3 separate regions of the Zea mays genome follow, and regions 1 and 2 are each linked to region 3. A link is a contact called in public Hi-C data. All regions are on one chromosome and are shown on one strand. The core of a region is the stretch at or near the end of the contact, and the rest is flanking DNA. Distances in the headings are between cores, read along the strand shown. Region 1 holds the start of LOC100281436. Region 2 holds the start of LOC103628238 (mavicyanin). Region 3 holds the start of LOC100281412.

Evidence for each region. Hi-C and Micro-C count contacts between places; a contact is called where the count stands out from the background.
Region 1: a contact with region 3 is called in a Hi-C map of bundle sheath, with 8 times the contacts expected there. The contact joins the promoter of LOC100281436 here to the promoter of LOC100281412 in region 3. A contact is called at or near these places in 4 of 25 Hi-C or Micro-C datasets (bundle sheath, ear, leaf and 1 more).
Region 2: a Hi-C map of leaf shows a contact between it and region 3, with 8 times the contacts expected there. The contact joins the promoter of LOC103628238 here to the promoter of LOC100281412 in region 3. A contact is called at or near these places in 2 of 25 Hi-C or Micro-C datasets (both in leaf).

The regions. Positions count from the first base shown.
Region 1 is chr5:63,846,150-63,849,348 of Zm-B73-REFERENCE-NAM-5.0, reverse strand. It overlaps LOC100281436, which reads right to left and starts at 1,608. Exons shown (of 7, transcript NM_001368012.1): 1 at 1,208-1,608; 2 at 438-1,064; 3 at 177-312; 4 at 1-71. The coding sequence starts at 1,524.
Region 2 is chr5:63,902,087-63,905,205 of Zm-B73-REFERENCE-NAM-5.0, reverse strand. LOC103628238 (mavicyanin) reads right to left here and starts at 1,835. Exons shown (of 2, transcript XM_008648477.1): 1 at 1,667-1,835; 2 at 1,156-1,550. The coding sequence starts at 1,835. The coding sequence ends at 1,156. LOC103628237 (putative UPF0496 protein 2) reads left to right here and starts at 2,658. Exons shown (of 2, transcript XM_023300129.1): 1 at 2,658-3,055. The coding sequence starts at 2,821.
Region 3 is chr5:63,658,099-63,661,403 of Zm-B73-REFERENCE-NAM-5.0, reverse strand. LOC100281412 reads left to right here and starts at 2,006. Exons shown (of 5, transcript NM_001368005.1): 1 at 2,006-2,180; 2 at 2,925-3,305. The coding sequence starts at 3,062.

The sequences.
Region 1 (3,199 bases), core at 359-2,858, 190 kb before region 3:
TACTCGAAGGGAAAAGGATCTGCAGAGCCACTGCTGAAATTCACTCTCCTCTCGCTGACCTGGGAGTTGAACTGCACGCAGTAGTGGAAGCAGGGCAGCAGGCACATGAGGAACTCGAGGAAAGGAAACCCAAACACACACATGCCTTCGATGAGGGAAGAAGCGAAGCGACTCACTTTGGTGGCGAGCTGCGTGTACTCCGGGTCGCTGAGGTACGTGAAGGACGTGCCGGAGTCCATGACGGCGGCGAACTCCGCTGCCACCGACTCGCTGCCGACGCCGATGGACGTGAAGCTAACGTTGTACGTCGGGCTGCACAAGCACAAACGCACGGCAGGGGGATCAGTCGCTCGTCGCCGTCGACGGTGGGTTGTAGCAAGCAAGCAAGCGACAAGAACCGCGCGATGGAACGTGGCACAGAGGGCGGCGTGACGTACTTCAAGCTCCGGACGGTGAACGGCGTCTCGGCCTGGCCGCGGCTGCCGGCGTCGCCGAAGTTGACGCGGCCGACGCCGTCGTCGCCGAAGCACATGGAGAAGCTGTCGGACGCGACGAGGCCGCTGGCGGCGAGCGCGCTGGGCACGGACACCTTGCCCATGCCGAGCCCCATGAGGCCGTCGACGGCGCCGCCGCCGCCGTCCAGGAACGCGCCCGTCTGCACCTGCCCGCACCCGAACACGACGGGCGCCTGCAGGGCCTCCCCGGCGGCGCCGGGGCCCGGGCGCTCCCGTGTGAGGTGGAGCACGTCCTGCACCAGCACCCCGGAGGAGGACGTGTTGGCGGACACGTACTGGACCTCGTACGGGCAGCTGCCGTTGGTCGCGGCGGAGCATCCGTTCCGCTGCCCGCACAGCGGGTTGTCGCACGCCACCTGCTTGCTCGTCGACGACCGCCGCGGGCTGTAGGGGCGCAGCGACGGCGCGTCCTGCCCCGTCCCGTTGGCGCTGGGGATGGTCGCGCACTGCCTGCAGTCGCACGGCACCCAGAAGAGGTCGCTGCCGGTGTCCAGCGCCACCAGGAACGTCGCGTTCGGCGTGCCCAGCTCCACCTCCGCGTAGTACAGCCTGCGATTGCAAAAAAAAAAAAAAAAACGAGGTGGGTTGGAGTGGAGCTACGAGCTTTGTTACTTAATTCGTCGATCGTCTTGGTTCGGGGGGATCAAAATTTGCAAGGAGGTGATAGGATGTGGGAAGGCGGAGGAACGCACGTTCCGGATTGGTAGGTGTCGTTGCCGGCGGCGAAGGTGAGGAGCCCGTCGTCGGCGCCGCCAGCGAGGGCGCGGCGGGCGCGGTCGTGGCGGGACAGCGCGGAGTAGTACTCCGGCGTGCCTCGAGCCGGCCACTGGTCCGCGGCGAGAGGGCCGCCCCGGGCCTCCGCCCACCGCCGGACCACCGGGGAGAACCGGTGGTGGAGGTCGAACCCGAAGCTGGACGCGTCCGCGGCGGCGATAAGCGACGCCACGACGACGACGGCCATGGCCAGGAGGAGGCCCGTGCGGCGGTGGCTGGAGCGAGCGTGAGCCATGACGTGGTGGCGTGGAGCACCGAGATCGAGCACGGGGAGGCGTGCAGTGCAGGGGCGGCAAGAAAGGTGGGGCGGGCCGAGGTGGTGGTGGCGAGGTTGGTGGGTTTGGAGCGGACGTGACATGTTTTCATGGCGGGAGGCCGGGGTAGGGGAGGAGGAGGACCGGCGGTCGCTAGTCAAAGTCCCCGGTGCCCGTTGTCAGCGTTGCGGAACGCGGAGCGAGAAAACGAGGGCCAAGTCCGGAGTGGCCTGGCCGCCGTGTGGAAGAAGACGGAAAAGGAGGTGGACGTGGCAAGGAATGAAGCCGGAGGTCGGTCGTTTCCGCGTAGGACTCCGTCGTTTTCAAGTACTCGTTGCAGCAGCCAGCAGCCATGCTTTTTTTTCTTTTCGTTTTGACTTTTTCTTCGTGGCGATGAATGATGAAGAGTGCTGGCTGCCATTGGTCTCGGTTTATATATATAGTTGGGCCCGGGCACCATGGGCCATGGCGAGGCCAGGTGGAGCCCTTGTGCGTAACAGATCGTGCTGCCTCGGCCTCTGTCTGCTGAAGGGCCGCGCGCGAAACAGCACTCGCCAGGCCGACAACACTATCTCGCCCATGTCAATATGTCATGTTGGTTCCTGAAGATAAATACTGCAAAGCATACGCATAGCTTGGCAAGGCTCGCGGCTCGCCCAATGCATCCTTGCCAACGTCACATGGTTTGCTCCACAGTTTGTCACACATATGTTTAGATAAATGGTTAGACTAGGTAAACGTCCCTGCGTTGCTACAAAGTGAACATATTATAATAAAATATATTAAAATTCAAAAAAAAAACTAATTACCATTTTGTGTTCTTGTTAGCATCTTTTAAAAATTAAGAATTTTTATAAACCTTAAAAGCCTTACACATCGAATGAATCTATCATGTGGAGTAAAATGTAATGCACCTTGGTGAAGGATTATAATTTCAAAGCCACTCCTCTGTCAGTTTCACAGTTAGACAGTGTAGATTATTGGGGAAAGATTATGCTGCTAACTTGCCAAACTCAGCACTCTAAACAATTAAGGTTGATGAGCACATGGGTGGGCGTCATTGCGGTGGCGACGAGCACAAGCCACATGCAAATCGTGGTCGGACGCCAATTGACCTTCGCCGCCATGCTCCTCCATAATCATGATTGGTTGTACCTTTGCAGAGCACGAGGGACCCCTTATGTTCTCAGTAATGTATATATATATATATATATATAATATAAAATATTCGACAAAATATTAGTGAGCAATGATTACATAAAAACGAACGCCACATATATTATCAACCTCAATATTTCATAAATTCTTTGTCAACAACCAATATAAAACTAAATTGATACAAATCAAATTATACTACAATGCAAATCATTCTGTTCAATTTGGCAAAACAGATCGAGTTTGACCCATTATTTCGTTAGTGGTCCTTCTCCAATAGCTTACTCAGCAACAGACATATCCTTAGATGTTGCGCACAAAAGAACTCAGTTACTTAGCTTGCCATTTCAAAAACTTGCCAGGCTCTTGCAGGCATTTCATCGAACTACCCTAATAGAACCTATAATCAACTCACTTGCAGTATATATAGAATTAGCAGGACTAAACACATTTTTACTCACCCCTTGAAAGAACAGTGGGTGAGATCCATATGCCTTTGTA
Region 2 (3,119 bases), core at 586-3,085, 240 kb before region 3:
GCCAAACACTCAACAAGAACCGTGGCGGTGCCCTCTACACAGGGGCGGACGGTCTGCGCGCAGGAGCCGGACGGTCCACGGCCTGGTACGAGGCGCGGTGGTGCTCTCTGCGCAAGGGCGGACTGTCCGCGGCCTGGGGCCGGACGGTCCGCGGCCTGGTGCGCGGCTAAGGCTCCTGCCTGACGGCCGGACGGTCCGCGCCCTGGGGCCGGACGGTCCGCGCGTACGCAGGGACGGCGGGAGATCGCCGACGGCGCCTGGATCTTGCTCCCGGGAGGGACCCCGTCGGGGAGTAGAGATCCTAGGTGGTGTCTAGGCTCGGGTAGACCGACCTAGACTCCTCTAATCGACGTAGAGTCGAGGAGAGGCGGAGAATTTGGGGATTGAGAGGCTAAACCTAAACTAGACTAGAACTACTCCTAGGATAAAATGCGAATAAAAGTTGTATTGATTCGATTGTTGATGATTACAAATCGGCCGTAGACCTCTCTATTTATAGAGGAGGGGGGCTGGACCCTTTACACAACTGATTCCGAGCTAATCCCGCGAATATAGCTAACAACCGTAGCACAAAACTCGGAACCCTAATCTGTTCTGCGCACGCGCGGACCGTCCGGCCCACAGGCGCGGACCGTCCGGACCGCGGACCGTCCGGCCTCAGGACCGGACAGTCCGCCGGCTCATTTCTGGTTCGAACACCAATGAAATCGAAATTTCGCAGAAAAATGCAACATATGATAACATGAACACTGTGCACTGTCCAGTCAAAATAAGAAAGAAACCGCCAATGAGAGCATCAAACACATACATCTGGACCGGGTAGCAGTACGTTACCAACAACTGCTTATATTATTGTTTACACCAGTTATTATGTGATTGTAGCAAGCTGTCCAGTTTATATTTTTAGTAGGTCAATTAGGCAATGCATAATTATGTTGTAGGCATGGTGGTTCATCTAAGCACATTGCTTTCCTTAATGGAAAAAAAACAAATGTTGGTACATATTTTTATCAATCAATTTTAAAATGTATAAAATGTTTTTTGGGAAAATTTTCTAACCGGAGGTGTGTCTCGCCAAACATTGGGACTATTGCTCTGTTTCAGTCAGTGACACGCCGCGACAAAATGGCCGCCGGGACTATTGCACAAAATGGCCTAGTAACTGGTATTCATCAACGCCAGGACCCCGAGAGCCAGACACGCCGCCGCCCAAGCCCAACCCAGGCGACCTTTGGCTGTCGTCGTCGACGCCGCGCTGCCGTCCGGCGGCGGGGGATTCACAGTCATCGGCGGCCCGCCGCTTCCTCCTCCTCCTCCTGCCGCGCCAGCGGAGACGTTGACGGCGACCCTCATGCCTCCTTGGCAGTGGCCGGGGACATCGCAGATGAACCAGTAGCCCCTCGCCTCGGCGAGCACCACGCGGTCGTAGCCGCTGGTGTACTTGGCGCGCACGCCGTCGCCGTCGCCGTCGCCGCCGGCGGTGTCGCAGGACCGGTAGACCTCCTCGGTCACCTCGTACACGTTGTGCTGGGTGCTCACGTACTGGAAAACTGCACGCAGCTAGCGGGTAGGTCACACGGATCAGTACGAAACTCAGCTCGATCATCATGCGCGAATATGTACGAGCCGAGCCGAGGCGAGCAGGCGGTGGCTCTGGTGAGCTCACCTAGGACGTCCCCGACGGCGAAGGCGTGCGCCCTTGCCCAGGCGGCGTAGTTGACGCCGGACCCAGAGTCCCAGCCGTAGCCGACGTCGCCGACCACGTACTCGGCGGCGCTAGCGCGGCGCGCCGGCCACAGAAGCAGCAGGGAGGCGAAGGCCAGCAGCTGCTGCATCGCCATATATATCACGGCTGCTGTGTAAATTTTGCTTGCGTGCGTGGTGGTGACTGGCGCGGATGGAGTGCTGCCCGCGGCGGCCGGCGGGGGTGGTTGTGTTGTGGACTTAGCTTGTGGTATATATATGGCAGGATGCTCAAGCTCAACTCAGCACTTGTGTTATGGCTACTTAGGGTGTGTTTGGTTTGATGTCAAAGTAGGATAAGTCGGGGGCGTCACTGTCCCCTAAATTTTTTGGATCACACCGCCCTCAAAAATCACTCCGGTGTTCATCTCGCCCCTGTTTGACTCTTAACCAAACACTATAGAAAACATGGCCGCCTTATTCCATCTCTCTTTGTATATTCAACCAAACGCACCCTTAACGACGCTTCCGGTCCAGGACGAGGCGGAGCGGCAGAGCCGACGCTGACGGCGACGGACCCTTCCAAGTGCTGCTGCGCGGACACTTGGAGGAGGTCAGTGAGGCGAGGTCGCTGCTCCCTTGCTAGGTGGATCCTTGGATGACAATTGGATCGACGTCTGCCGCGGCAGCCTGGTCCACGTGACGCAGCAGGCCGGCTGCTGGATTCTGGGCCTCACACGGCAGGCCAGCCCAATTGCAAGCTAGCACGGTTCCCTGCTGCCAAATTCTTTGCATGGTTGGTTGGCACTTGGCAGATCAATACAACAAGTCTTGATCAAGAGGCAAGAGCAGTAATAAAAACCAGATGAGCGACGGGGGGGCAACGGGTTTAATTAGGGAAGCCACGCGCGGCGCGGATACGGTTGCGTGAACGTGCACATCAGCTAGCTAGGTCTAGAATCATTCATATCACCACCCCGGACGTAAACGATCGATGGAGCCCTCCACCACTTCTCTCTCATATATCCATATCGATGTGGATCGCCGACAAGCGCGCGGTCCATGCATGGATCTGCATGCGGCCTCTCGCTCTTCTCTTTCTTCTTCCTCTAGCTTCCTGGTTCTTTCTTCTTTTGTATGCCTGCTAGCTGCCATCCGATCCGAAGAAGACCGCGATGCTCCGGGTCCAGCGGAGGATCCTCCGGTCGCGTGGCGTGGACGATTGTACGAGAGAAAGAGAGAGAGAGAGAGAGAGAGAGAGAGAGAGAGAGAGAGATCAGGATTGGCGATTTGCATGCCAAATCGCAATGCTGCGTGCTGGAGAGAGATATGGACACACACACAACAGTGATGCTGCCCAAGCAACGAGACGGTACGTACGTATCTCCGCATGCATGATATGCATGTATCTATCTGTGCCCGGCCCTGGGAATAAT
Region 3 (3,305 bases), core at 757-3,256:
AGGGAGAGATTGAAACGGAAATAGGGTCAAACATTTTCCTATATGAATTTTGGTGGTTGAATTGCCCAACACAAATCATTGGACTAACTAGTTTGCTCTAGAAAATATGTTCTACAGGTGTCAAAGGTTCACAACAAACCAATACAAAGATAAAAGAAAGGGTTCAAAACAAAGGAGCAAAATATACCGAAGGCAGCCCTGGTCTGGCGCACCGGACTGTCCGGTGCACCAGGGAGAATTAAATCAAACTTGCCAGCCTCGGGAATTTTGGAGGCCGCTCCGCTATAATTCACCGGACTGTCCGGTGTAGCACCGGACTGTCCGGTGTAGCATCGGACTATCCGGTGTGCGAGCGGAGCAACGGCTACTTCGCGCCAACGGTCGTCTGCAGAGGACATTAAATGCGCTACAGTGCGCGCCTACGCGCGCAGAAGTCAGAGCAGGCGCCAGAAGGTGCACCGGACAGTCTATAGGACCTGTCCGGTGTACCACCGGACTGTCCGGTGCACCAGTTATCAGAAGCTCCAACGGTCAAACCCTAACGGTTGGGTGACGTGGCTGGCGCACCGGACTGTCCGGTGCGCCATACGACAGAAGCCATCCCCAACGGCCATTTTGGTGGTTGGGGCTATAAATACCCCAACCACCCCCACTCTTCAAGGCATCCAAGCATTCACTACATCTCATTCAATACAAGAGCAATTAACAACACTCCAAGACACAAATCAAAGCCTCCGATCGAATCAAAGTCCCCAATTCAACTCTAGTTCTTAGGACTTGTGAGAAGATCGACTTGTGTTCTTTTGTTGCTCTTGTTGCTTGGTTGGCTTTCTTCTTTCTCTCATTCTTACTCTCGAAACCTTGTAAGCGAAGCAAGAGATACCAATTGTGTGGTGGTCCTTGCGGGGTCTAAGTGACCCGGGAAATCAAGGAAGGAAGCTCACTCGGTCTGACCGTTTGAGAGAGGGAAATGATTGAAGGAGACCCGGTCTTTGTGACCACCTCAACGGGGAGTAGGTTTGCAAGAACCGAACCTCGGTAAAACAAATTACAGTGTCATCCATTCTTATTTGCTTGTGATTTGCTTCGCCTTCTCTTTTGGACTCACTTATATTTCTAACGCTAACCCCGGCTTGTAGTTGTGCTTAAGTTTATAATTTTTAGATTCCGCCTATTCACCTCCTCTAGACGACTTTCACTTTCCATAGAGAGATGGGTCGGGATTGGCTTGGACTGCGGCGCCGTTGGTGGGGGAGGAAGCCGGGGAAGGAAGTGGCGTATAAGGAAGGAAGCCGCGCGTTCGCATGATGATTCCTGTGATTGCGCGAAGGGAGGATAGCAGAACAGTGCACCTGTGGACGCCTACAATAAAGCCTTATAGAGTAGTAATAGATTCTAAAACTAAATTTTTTCCAGCTTATTTTGTAAAACATCAAATAATTCTTGCTATGCTACTAGAAAACTCGAAAATTGGACTCCAAAAATTTAGGGGACCTGTTGCGCTGGGCAGTCGACGGCCTGGTGCCGTGACCAGCGACCCAATTTGAAGAACGCCGTTGTAGAGTAACGTATTTTACCATTTTTTTCGGTTTTTACAGGTATGAAATTAGGATTCCTCTGCCTTTTTTTTACTTGTCTACCCACACCACACGTCGTCGTCTAGCGTGTCTGTTGGAACGGCCAGCCCACGCCACGCCTACGGTTCGCGCCACTTGCGGGCGCGGATCACCACCGCCGTCCGCCGGTGATCCCCTCGTCCGCCGCTGGCGGTTCGGTTCACCCTCGCCGTCCGTCATCTCTGACTCCGACGGGTCGTGCTCACACGCCCACCCAAGTCTCCCCAACCCTGCACCTGGTCTGCTCCCAGCTCCCAGCTCCCAGCTCACCTCGTGTCGGGTCGGGTCGGTCCGAGCCGGACCGGGCCGGAGCGCGCCACCCAACCCGTTTTGCGGCTGCTCCGGTCCGCTTTTCCCCCTCTTCCTCTGCTATTCTCCAGTCCCCCCCTCCCCCGTCCCCCACCCACTCCCTCGTCCAGAGTCCAGACCCAGAAGGAGAGGGAGACAGAGGAGAGGAGGAGCAGCGTGGCGACGCCCAAATCGAGCGACCTGATCGAGGCCCCTCGCCCCAACTCGCTGAATCCCAATCCGAGCCCGCCAATTGGGCGCCCCGCCCACGCCAAGGTGCGACTTTTTTGCCTTCCTCCCCTCCTCCTGGAGCCGCGTGCGGCGTGCCCCAGGACTGGGCTGGGGGCTTCTGCTTGATTCGAATCAGCGTGCCTGTTCTATTAGTTTTCGGCGCTTGCGTGCCCTGGTACAGTGCCAATTTTGTGTTTTTTTTGGCTCGTGGGCTAAGAGAAATCATGTTTTGTTCCTCCAATTGACGGGGGTGCCTGTCATGTGTGTGGGATGCACGTGCACATGATTCAGAAGAGGAGTATAGTGTTCTCGGCGAAATTAATGTGTCAATTGTGGTGTGCAATCGTATCTTTCAAGTTTCCCTGTTTGATTGGTGGTGATGATGCGGTTCATCCGCGTTGTGAAGCATAAGGACTCAGGGAGAGCTTAATAATCTACCTTGACGAGGGGAGGAGGTTTTGTGTAGTTATAGTTCCTGGGGATTGGCTTTGATTGGCATTTACATGCCTCTAATACATATATATTTCTTGTCCGGTGGTAGGAGTCCTACAAAATTGTGCATTTGTCATTAGATTTTTAGTATTTGAAGTTCGATGCTAGCTTTGAATAATTGTTGGATTGACATGTCATGTTTATTCCCATTTTTACTCTAGTGCTATTAAGGAGTTTCTTGGGGTCCAAGGGGTTTAGAGAGCAGTTATGCCAACATTTATATAATACCTGTAGCGTTATTTGTTAACTGGTATGAAGAAACATCGTTAGCCACTTATCCTTGATTTGTGCTTCCAGGCTGAAAGTCAGTGGAGTTCTCAGTTCTCACCAACATTCAGAAAACTGTTGGCTCGCTGACAAGTCCAACTGTGTTTTTCTTGGACTACAGATGAAGCGAGCTCGAAGGCGTATGTGCAAGAGATGACTGATGAGGGATGCTAGTGACATTGATGAACTTGTTACGGGCGTGCTGGCGACCGTCATCGAACCGGCATGCCCGAACAGGCTCAGATGTTACCGGTAGGCAGGATGGACTTCTATGGTACAAGGACGCCGGGCAGCATGTCAACGGGGAGTTTTCCATGGCTGTTGTTCAGGCCAATAACTTACTTGAGGACCAGTGTCAGATTGAGTCGGGCCCACTGAGTTTTCTAGATTCCGGACCATATGGCACTTTTG